3 separate regions of the Mus musculus genome follow, and regions 1 and 3 are each linked to region 2. The links are chromatin contacts, called in public promoter capture Hi-C maps. All regions are on one chromosome and are shown on one strand. Each heading gives the region's core, a stretch centred on a gene start, on an enhancer-like site or on the middle of the called end of the contact. The rest is flanking DNA. Distances are from core to core; before and after follow the strand shown. Region 1 has its middle 67 kb from the start of Gm23040. Region 2 overlaps Lrrc32 (leucine rich repeat containing 32). Region 3 overlaps Emsy (EMSY, BRCA2-interacting transcriptional repressor).

Region 1 (3,519 bases), core at 754-3,253, 73 kb before region 2:
CCGACTTCTTCAACAGCCTCTTTTGACCTCCTTGGGCATCATGTGCACACGTTCACCTAAAATCTTAAATAACAGAGGCAACTGGGATAAGACATGACTGTTAATGCAGGGCTGTCTGCCCCTGTCCTGCGACTTTCTCTCCACTCTCCTTGTTGCTAGAGGAAAGGCAGTCTGTCCACAGCATAAAGTACTGTGGGAGAGAGCAACTGGGAGAGAGAATGACAGGGGGTTGGATAGTGTGGGGATGGAATTTTCCAGGGGGTTGAGAAAGAAACCAAACCAAGCAAAGAGCAGAAGTGGGTGGGAGGAGTGGGTTCTTGGAGTGTTGCATGGGCCGTGTGCTTAAATGGACTGTTTTAATGGCTTCATTTGGGAGTACTAAGTTCATTGCCATTATGAGGTCTATGCGTGTCATCATGGTCTCAGGAGGGTTACACCACTAGTTTCCTATGGAGTACTGAGGCCAGACAGGGCAGTGACTTGTCCCCATAGCACATAGCTAGTTCATGACAAAGCTTGTATTAAAGCCCCAGCCAAGTCTGACTTTAGCTCAAGAATTCCTAGTATTTCTGCGTAACAACTGTCCCCTGGTCAGCCAGTGACCCTAAGCTCACCCTGACCCCTCTCTTCCACCCTGCCCCAATAGGAGGCAGGAGGACCTTGTCTCAGGGTCTGGCCGGATCTCCACCCTGCTGAACTCTGCCACATTAGTCTCTAATCACATCTCCTGGCTCCATCAATGAACTGATAGAGCTCTTAGCTTCCTGACAGTCCCCAGTGTACACTCCAACACAGTCCAGGCATGTGGACATCCAAATGGCAGCAGTCAGCCAAGCTGGGGCCCCTGATAGCTAACAGAAGCTAACAACTCATTAAAGAGGAAGGCTGGGCTTAGTGAGAGATCACATCCTGGGGTTTTAGTCACTACCTGACAGGTCTTCCCATCCCTATCCATGGGACAGGGGTAGCCCATCTGCTGGCCTCACCAGGCATCTGTGAGAAAACCAACATTGTCCTTCCTGATTGTATTGCCTACCTCACCCCACCTGGGGGTAAGAGCACCACCACCCTTTTCTGGAGTGAACACCCACATGGAGGGAGGATGGCTTCCTGCATGGGGGGACGCCAGGATGTGGCGATGCTAGTTCAAGGGCCCCTGGATGGGGCTGCCAGGCTCAGGGCTGTCGCTAACACGGTGGCAAACAGAGGATTCCCTCTTCTCTGCCTTGGGTCCCAAGATAGAGCAATCATGGAGAGTAGAGCGTCTCTAACCATAAAGCACGGCGAACTCACAGACCCTGACAATATGCAGGTTCTCCTGTGCAGGCTGGGGCAAGGCTTGAGCCTGTATTTCTAACAAGCTCAGAGCTTGCTGATGCTGCCGGCCCTGCTACCTTGCTTCATGAACCAGCCTCTAGATCAGACATGTGATGCTTATGCGGCTCTGAGATGCCTCCCTCCTTCCTCATTCCAGTCTCCGTTGTTCTGAGGTTCAAAACTCACTGGGAACATGGCCTCCATTCTCTGGGAATCAATCACTCTCTCTCCTGCCTCACTCTCAGGATTGGGAAGGCTACCAAAACTACTTGCTTCAAGGGGGCCACCCTTCTGCTTGGATTATTTTTATTGTTGGTGTTAAAATTGTGTGTGCATGTGTACGTGTGAGTGTACATATGTATGAGTCAGAATTTCTTTTGCCTGGCTGGCTATGATGTCCCCAAAATCCACCTGTCCCCTTCCCACTGACACTGGGGTTATAAACACTCTCCTCCATGCCTGGCCTTTACACATGGGTCTTGGGGATTGAACCCAAGTCCTCAAACTTGCACTTTTCCAACTGAGCAGTCCTCCCTCTCCCCTGCAGCTCCCCCGCCCCCAACTGCTTTTAGTAGGAGGCAGCCGCCCCATCTGCTGAGCTTTTGGGAGCCCAGCACACAGCTTCTTGCTTCACGCACTGATAGGCTGATGAGAGAGTGCCGCTCTGGTGTCTCCATCTCAGAGCCCAGCTCTCTCTGCTTCCTGCTCCTCCCACCATGCCTGTCCACATCAGCAGCTGCCGGAGTGAGATTTATGTACCATTGGAGATTTGTAAAGAAAAGAGGGTGTGTGTTCATAAGGAAGGAAGAAACTAGCATTAAGGGTCCATTGTGTGGCAGGCACATTGGGAAACATCACTTCCGGTCAGCCCTGGGCCCTGGGAGGTGCCCTCGAAGTACCCCCATGCAGTGGGGGTGGGGCCGATGGAGTATGTGATGCTCCAAGGTGACCTGACTCATCAGCAGTGTGAGGAGTGGACAGAGACCAGCCTGGCTGCCGAGCACAGAGAAGGATGCCAGGGCAGGGGTCCAGCTGAGGACGGGGCAAGGGTCCAGCTCAAGAGCCCACAGACTGGCTTGAGCCCCTAGTGTAGCGAGTGGAGTTGGTAGCACAGGCTGGCACACACAGGGAGAGGGGGGGGCGGAGCTTGACTTCTTTCTGAGAGCAGTGGGAGGCAGATAAAGGACCAGGTCAAGGTAGCTGTGACCAGAAGTGCAATGTGTCCATTGAGTGGAGAAGAGGCACACTAACGGGAGTCAGAGGGACGGACCCCAGTGAGCGTCCTTCCACCCCCGGGTCTTAGTCTGCGCGGGCTATATGGAAGATCTCTTGTTTGTCTTCACACAGAGTTGACAAGAACATTCATACTCCTGACTTCCCCTGTCAAGACCCCCAGGAGGGGGAAGCAGAAGGCCCTGTCTTCCCGTTGGAAGATCCAGTCTAGGGAGTATCAGAGGCTTCCCCAAGATCACCCCAGTCCTGCAAGCCGTGTAGCTGTTAGAACTCTGGTCCTAGTGGCTAGAAAGGCCAGGGCCCAGCCTGGGTCAGCTAGGGTTCATCTCCAGGAGCACCGCCCAGCTGGCCTGGCTCAAAATAGCTTTCCAGATGCAAGGACATATTTTATCTTGTTCTGTTTTCCCACATGCACGCACACACACAAATAAACATCCCTGCATCTCAATGGGGCCAGGCTCTGGAGAAGGGGAAGAGAGACTGGGGCCCGGCAGACCGCCTACTGAGAGGCCCAGGTTTCATCCTTCAGTTCCTTTCGCGGGGTCAAGACTTTGCTTCCTGACATGAGTCTGGAAACTCAGGCTGCTTTCCCAGAGGCCACTGGTTTGTTCTTGGGGTCAGGCTGCTCTTTCCCTCAGGGTCACATTCTCCTCAGACATCATGACGCTGACAGGACAATACATGGGGGACTGAAGGGACCATGCATGAGAGAATTAGGAAAAAGACAACACCGGTCTGCCTCATGGTGGGGGTGGGGGCTTCCCAGCCACAGGAAGACCCCGCTGGGTTTCCTCTCTCCCCCAGAAGGTCCTGAAACCCTGGGGAGTGAGAGGTCTCTTTTCACTGAGAGCCTGCCACACACCAGCCACCTCCCCAAATACCATCCCCTTGGCCTTCCTTCTAAGCCCCTGAGGTCTCTGGGATTCATCTGCTCAGGGTTTTGCCATCATGACCAATTTCCCATCCTTA
Region 2 (3,241 bases), core at 186-2,685:
GCCTATTGGTCCTCGGAGCCTTTAACCTTCTCTGGGCCTCAGTCCCCTCACCTGTAGAGTGGGGTAGAGAGAATGGCGTTTTCGTCTTCTTGTACATTACGGAAGCTCTGGCTGACTGTGGGCCGAGCACAGGGATCTGATGCAGCAGGCTCTGTGACTGGGTCCAGGACTCCCCTTCCTCCCTGCAGCCCACAAGCCTGGAGAATGAGTGGAGACAGTGTGTGTGTGTGTGTGTGTGTGTGTGTGTGTGTGTCCCTATTATTTTTCCATGCCTGGTGAGGACTGGCATGGTAGCTGGCCTTGTCTCGTGCTGTGACTGCTGAGCGTAGGGAAACACGGGTACAGCCGCTGGCATCCAGCTCAGGGCCTTGAGCACACAAAGCAAACCCTCTGCCTTGGCGCAACCGCCCAGCTACTTTTGTTCCCAGTTTTCTTCCATTGACTTGCGTGATTCTGAGCAAGGCCTGCACCTAACTTTCCCTATCTGTTCAGTGGGGAGATTACACTCAATGAGATTTTGGGGAGCAGAAAGAGAAAGGAAGAATTCATACTCTTCTGCAAAGAAGGGACACTGAGGCAGAGAGGCAGAGGGTCTGTGGGCGCCTGTCTGAGAGGGAGGGGGTATATGTAGCAAGTGTGCTTGGATCCTGGTTAGGGCAGGGCCACTTCCTGTCCACTTGACAGCCTGCAGGTACCGCACTGGCAAAGCTTTGGCCCCAGAGATGGGAGGACATGGACTTGATTCATTTTGGCTTCGTCAGCTCTCTGAGCCATGAGGCTCTCAAAGGAGAATGCATAAGGAAATTTGTTTTCTTCTTGTGTATAACCCAGATAACACAGAAACCTCTGAGAGTTGGCTTGACTTTGCCTCTGCAGCTGCTAAGCTGAACCAGATAGCTGAGGCTCTCCCTCTTGGCTCAAAAGTCAGGGTGGGGCTGGGATAGAAGGAGGCCTGAGCAGGGGGTTGGGGAACAGGCAGCACCAGGGTCAGTGTGTGTGTGATACAAGAGTGCACTGGAGAGAAGGCCTGTCCAAAGCAGGACACAGGACGGCCCAGGCCTGCGTGGAAGCCTAGGTGATCACACTTTAAGCTGGTGCAGCCCCTAGCCTAGGAGCCTAGACTTAAGACCTCTGGGGAGAGGTTCTGGCTCTCTCTTCAGGTCACAAGTTCTTCATTTCCAGAGAGGCTGAAAGTCATTATCAGCAGATGCGACAGAGCTCGGGGTGGAAAGGACTCAGACAAATCCTCTCACGGGCTGGCTCTCCTGCTCTAAGTCAGGGTGGGTTCTCCATGTCCAGCCTACTGCTTCCCCACCTCAAGCCTATGTGGTCACTGTGTGGTTCAGTGACGGCCTCTCTTGCCTGAGGATAGGCATGTGTTTCATTTACTAGTACCCGGAGACGGGTGTGGCCTGAAACAGATACTCAGCGTCGAGCTGTCGGTTGGCATCCTCTGTGCAGTAAACTGCCCCACTTCGAGCTGCACAGCTGGCCCACAGATGCAGCCTGGGAAGGAACCTGCCCACGCGGCAGTGTGCAGGACACCAAGTCCCTGGTCACTGAGTAACCTGAGTTGGACCCCAACTTCTCTGCCCCTCTGGCTTCCCGAGCCTGTCAGGCTTTGTATTGTTGGCTGAGCTTCTGCCGGCGGAGGAAGCAGATGGTGGCCAGCGTGGTGAGGACGATGGCAGAGACCAGTGTGAAGCTGAGGAGGAGGATGAGGTTGACATTCTTCAGCCCTCCCTTCTCGCAATCCTCTGGACGCACTAGGCTCAGGGACAACTCCTCCTGGGAGCCAAAGCGGCAGATTAGGTCCTGAGTAGCATCCACATCCACTCTGCCCTGGTGCAGCTGGGCCGCCAGCCAGCCATTGCCACAGCAGCTGAGTGGATTTCCCTGCAAGTACAGCCGCCGGAGACTGGTCTCCAGGCCACCCATGGCATTGCCTGGCAGGAGGCTGAAGCTGTTGTTCCGCAGATCTAGCACCTCCAGGGACACAGCCCGCGTCCAAGCGGGCAGGTGGCTTAACTGGTTCTCAGCAAGGTTAAGGCGCTTGAGACGGAGAAAGCAGGGCAAGTCCACTCTCAAGACAGTCAGCCCGTTGCCTTGAAGCTCCAGTACCTCTAAGGATGCCTCCAGGCCCACCAGGGCTCCCGTGGCCACATCCAGACCAGGATTGGTGGAGAGGTCCAGCTCTGTAAGTGGGGTGTGAAGGAAGCTGCCCGCCCTGAGCATTCCCATCGAGTTCCCTGCCATGTTAAGAACATGAAGGGTGGGGATCCCAGAGAAGTCCACACAGCCCGGGGGACCTGGTTCTGCTGGCCCCCCACAGGGACTGACCTGGTTCCCCTGTAGGTTTAGCCTCTGCAGGCTGGCCAGGCTGGCAAAGGTATAGGGTGGAAGTTCTTGCAAGGCATTGTCCTGCAGAAGCAACGTCTGCAGGGACCCTAGGACTTTGGTACCCAGTTCTAATGCTTCCAGCACATTGTGGCTCAAGTCCAAAAGCACCAGGCAGGGCAGGGAGTCCACTTGTCGAGCCTCAAAGGATCGCAGGCAGTTTCTGCTGAGGTTGAGGAAGCGCAGGGAGGTCAGGTGTTCAAGAAAGCTAGCAGGGACCAGTTCGATCTCATTGTAACTCAGATCCAGGTTCAGGAGCTGGGAGAGAGGGTGGGTGCTGGCATTCCGGCTGGGGTTGGACAGTGGAGAGGCTGACCAGCCTTCAGAGGGTGCGTGGAGGTCCTCACTGCCCCGGGGCAGCCCCGCAGGGAGCTGGATGAGGTTGTTAGACACATTCAGGTAGATGAGTCTCGGGAACACGGCCAGGTCAGGGAAGTGGAGCAGCTTGTTCTCCCGGAGGTCGAGCCAGGCCAACTGGAACTGGGCCTGTGGTTCCGGGGCCGTCTGGAAGGCCTCAATGCTGTTGCAGCTCAAGTCTAGTACCTGCAGCTGCTGGAGGCTGAAGTCTGAGATGCAGGTGAGGGAGTTTCTGGAGAGATTGAGGTGAGTCAGGTGGGGCAGGGCCTCAAAGGCACCGTCCTCGATATCCATGAGGACATTGCTGTGGAGGTCTAATTGCTCCACCGCTGGCATACCCCAGAAGGTGTGGCGTGCCAGGCGAGTGAGGCTGTTCTCCGCCAGTGAGAGCGTACGCAGCCTCGGGGTCTCACCCAACAGTCGCTCCACCAGATTGCCATGCAGGCTGTTCCCAGACAGGTCCAGGGAGACCAAAAGGGGCAGGCGG
Region 3 (3,491 bases), core at 358-2,857, 100 kb before region 2:
TTTCTACTGACTTTTATAGTTTATGAAGCTTAGTTACATATGATCATGTAGCTTATACTGATATTTCAGTCAGTAATGTGTGCATATATACACATAACCATACATATACATATGATAACAGTAATAGGGTGTGCCATATGGCCTTCCTCTAGCAAGCTATTTCTTCTGAGTGTGTGAGGATTGCCTATGGTTCTTCTCAGAATGTATTACTGTTGTTAAGCAGCCCAGACTATCATTGCTTTACCCACCCCTTGTTCCTATTAAAGAGCAGAGCTAAAACCCAAAGAATCAACTTGCTAATAAGTGACAGGCTTCCACTCGTCACGTTACGTCATTTTGTTTCTAGACTGTCTTTTCTTACTGTCAGTAATTCAGCAAAATATTCCCCAAGTACTTAGGCTTCCTATAGAAATCTTTTCATGTACATTGGGAAAAACCAGTCTCCTATCTATAACATTTTGTTTTTGGTGAACACAAGCACTCACCTATATAGATGCTCACCCACGTAGACAGCAGTTAGCATATTGAGTTGTACTTTGTCTTTTTACATGTTCGTCTTTTCAGACAGACTGTGTGCTTCTTGAGCCTTCTTGAACTATTTTGTGAGTTCCTTTAAGTCCTTTAAATATAGATCCTGATGCATAGGTGTCTAGTGTCAAATAAATGTGTGAGTGAATAGAGTCAATGCCTTCTGGGACCTCACAGTCTTCTTAGAGAAGTCAAGGTTGACATGTACATTAAATACAAAGATAAACATAAATATTGCTTTATTTTAAGAGAAACTTTGTTTATAGGGTTTGTTTTTTTTTAACTAATATAAAACAGATTCCCAGCCTGTAGTTCATGTAATTGCTTCCCGGCGTCAGGATTGGTCAGAACATGAGATTGCAATGGAGACTAGCCCCACCATAATATATCAGGATGTATCCAGTGAATCACAATCAGCCACTTCAACAATCAAAGCTCTGTTAGAACTCCAACAGACAACAGGTATGAATTCACATGCTCAGCTGAATGAAGCGTGTTTTCTCTAGAGACCGCTGTTACATAGTTTTTATAAATTTTTCCCCCTCTGGACTTATCTGTAATTATTGGTACAGTTTATTGTTCTTTTAGATGTACATAGGAGTATGAAGCATAGACAGAGTGTTGTCATTAGAACAGAGATAGAGTAGACAGAGTGACTTCTACTTCAAATGGAGAATCCTCTTGCCAGCAGTGGGAAGGGGGTTGTCACTTATAAGCACAAATGCAGGACAAGGATAGGTGTAGCCCAGTTGCTGGGTATATTTAGGAATGTCCGGACAGATCGAAGGGTCCTGCTTTGCTCATAGATACTGTCAGACCAATTGTGTACCATAAAACACCATTAGACTTGCTTGTAAACATTCTCATGCTCTCACCTTATTTTCAGATTTATTTATTTGTGTTTAAGTTATTTGCTAGAGTGTCTGTATTTAATAGGATACTATCAGTTCTTCTAGTTACTAAATATCTTCAGTAGATTCTAGGACAACTCTATGTAAGTTATACTGGCTTTTTGTTATAATAGGGCAACAATTATGCAACTATTTTATGGGTTGTAGTGATGATCTCATCTGACCCTTTCCTGTTTTGAGGAAGTTAGCAGAGACTGAGAAAAGTTGATGGCCAGGGCCGGATCTGCTTGTGGGATCGCAGCAGGACTCTAGATGTGGTTTCTGTGTTTAAAATGATTGTTTTGCCTTTGTCATAGTCTGCGCTTGGTGGGAGCAGCCTTTAGTGGACTTACTTAGTAGCGTTTATTGTAATTCTGTGCTGTACTCTATACTCATTGGATAGAAATGTAGAGTATTCCTTCTGCTAAATGTTTTTAGCCTTTGACACCTTTTTTTCCAGCTGTTTGTATTTGAAAAAATTTAACCATTTTTATCGATCATTCATGTAGATAGAAATGTTGAGTGAAGAGATTTTGTTGAAGAAGTGGTAAGAAGAGTAAAAAAGATGCATCTTAACATATACCATTATTAGTTACAGGCTGTTTTATCAGAAATTTTAGCCATACAGAAGCAGAGCACCTAGTCTTTCCTAACAGTGAAAAGCTTTATGCTTTATTCCTTTAAGAGTCATTAAGGACTTGTAACAGTTTTTTGGCCAAATTTGTACACACACACACACACACACACACACACACTGACAGGGTCTCATTTTGGCCTGGATATAGCCCAGGTCAGCATTGAACTCAGCAATCGTCCTTCCTCAGAAAAGGTTCTATGAATTTCCCTCCTTATTCTGGGGCTCAAACTCAAGACCATGCGTATGCTGGACAAGCACCCAGTGTCTGGATAACATTCCCAGACCCTTGGATTTTTAGTAAGTCAAATGAACTAACCAATGGGAAGTGCTACTCTGGGATATGCTCTAGAGCAGGTCAAGCTGATGTGAACTGAGTGTGCCAGGGATTACTTTGAATACAAAGGAAATAACATCCTAGGAGGAGTGAAAGAAAAAAAAAGAGAGAAACAGCTGGCTGGCCTGGAGTAATGGGGGGACTTGAATGTGATTGCATATGAATTATTGTAGGCTGCTGTTACATAGGCTGTAGTCTATACAACCATACAGAGCAGTCTGCAGTTTCCAATTCATTGTTTTCTTAGCCACTAATGGTAGGACACCCCAGAGGTCTGGTTCATTATTCCCATAGACAGCTCTGGTTTTAGTACTTGTTTATAATAAAAGTAACTTTTCCCCGACTTTTTTATGCAGTAAAGGAAAAATTGGAATCTAAACCAAGACAACCCACTATTGACTTGAGTCAAATGGCAGTACCTATTCAGATGACCCAGGAAAAGAGACATTCTCCTGAGAGTCCATCCATTGCTGTGGTAGAGTCAGAACTAGTTGCTGAATACATCACCACGGGTAGGTGTCCTCTTAAAACATAGTAATAAGGTAGTGCTACCTTTGCGGACTTCATGGGGTGCTCATTTGGGGAAGACATATCTATATATTTCTAGCTCTTTTCCTGTTTTACTCAGAGCAGATTGAATTATCTTCGGAGTTTCCCTAACTTTAATACCCCCCCCCCCCTATTTCCCTGACTTTAATCAATCAATCTCTCTCTCTCTCTCTCTCTCTCCCTTATTTCTCTGACTTTAATCAATCAATCTTTCTCTCTCTCTCTCTCTCTCTCTCTCTCTTTCTCTCTTTCTCACTCACACACACACACACACACACACACACACACACAGACACATACCAAAAAAAAAAAAAAAAGCAGATTAGATACTTAAGTGTGGTCCAGCAACAAAATACTAATGAGATTTGGGGACTGGTACCTATGGAGAAGTGAAACTCTTTCTCTTACATTCGTGTGTAGCCTGCTTTCTGTTTGGATGCGTTATTATTTTGAGATCCTAAGGAGTTCAGGGGTAGTGATGTGAATAACCCAGGGTGAGAGAGATGGCATATAAAGCAAGCCCCTGTCTTGTGTTTTTATAAGCAGTCACTAA

Evidence for each region. Capture Hi-C pulls out chosen DNA fragments and counts their contacts.
Region 1: a promoter capture Hi-C map of adipose tissue shows a contact between it and region 2. The contact joins two enhancer-like sites. A contact is called at or near these places in 21 of 39 promoter capture datasets (the 3T3-L1 cell line, 3T3-L1-derived adipocytes, the C10 cell line and 12 more), 1 of 15 datasets of contacts at CTCF or cohesin (CD8 T cells), 19 of 484 Hi-C or Micro-C datasets (the AML12 cell line, CD8 T cells, the HL-1 cell line and 11 more), 16 of 115 datasets of contacts at active chromatin or transcription factors (the 230-238 cell line, CD8 T cells, craniofacial prominence and 12 more) and 3 of 9 other capture datasets (adipose tissue, embryonic stem cells and liver).
Region 3: a promoter capture Hi-C map of adipose tissue shows a contact between it and region 2. The contact joins two enhancer-like sites. A contact is called at or near these places in 20 of 39 promoter capture datasets (the 3T3-L1 cell line, 3T3-L1-derived adipocytes, the C10 cell line and 12 more), 6 of 484 Hi-C or Micro-C datasets (bone marrow-derived macrophages, cranial neural crest, embryonic fibroblasts and 2 more), 10 of 115 datasets of contacts at active chromatin or transcription factors (the 230-238 cell line, SST interneurons, craniofacial prominence and 7 more) and 4 of 9 other capture datasets (adipose tissue, embryonic stem cells, liver and 1 more).

The regions. Positions count from the first base shown.
Region 1 is chr7:98,572,110-98,575,628 of GRCm38.p6, reverse strand. No RefSeq gene overlaps it. Among named protein-coding and RNA genes, the nearest start is that of Gm23040, 67 kb to the right of the region's middle. Within about 2 kb of position 2,003, at least 53 of the 459 cell types and tissues checked have an H3K27ac peak or open chromatin away from gene starts, as enhancers often do. A contact at or near this core is called in adipose tissue, heart atrium, liver and 2 more, where this site is marked.
Region 2 is chr7:98,498,380-98,501,620 of GRCm38.p6, reverse strand. It overlaps Lrrc32 (leucine rich repeat containing 32), which reads right to left. Exons shown (of 3, transcript NM_001113379.2): 3 at 1-3,241. The coding sequence ends at 1,615. Among named protein-coding and RNA genes, the nearest start is that of Gm33394, 6.1 kb to the left of the region's middle. Within about 2 kb of position 1,435, at least 42 of the 459 cell types and tissues checked have an H3K27ac peak or open chromatin away from gene starts, as enhancers often do. A contact at or near this core is called in adipose tissue, heart atrium, liver and 2 more, where this site is marked.
Region 3 is chr7:98,600,082-98,603,572 of GRCm38.p6, reverse strand. Emsy (EMSY, BRCA2-interacting transcriptional repressor) reads left to right here. Exons shown (of 20, transcript NM_172280.2): 15 at 826-990; 16 at 2,746-2,901. Among named protein-coding and RNA genes, the nearest start is that of Emsy, 55 kb to the left of the region's middle. Within about 2 kb of position 1,607, at least 11 of the 459 cell types and tissues checked have an H3K27ac peak or open chromatin away from gene starts, as enhancers often do. A contact at or near this core is called in adipose tissue, where this site is marked.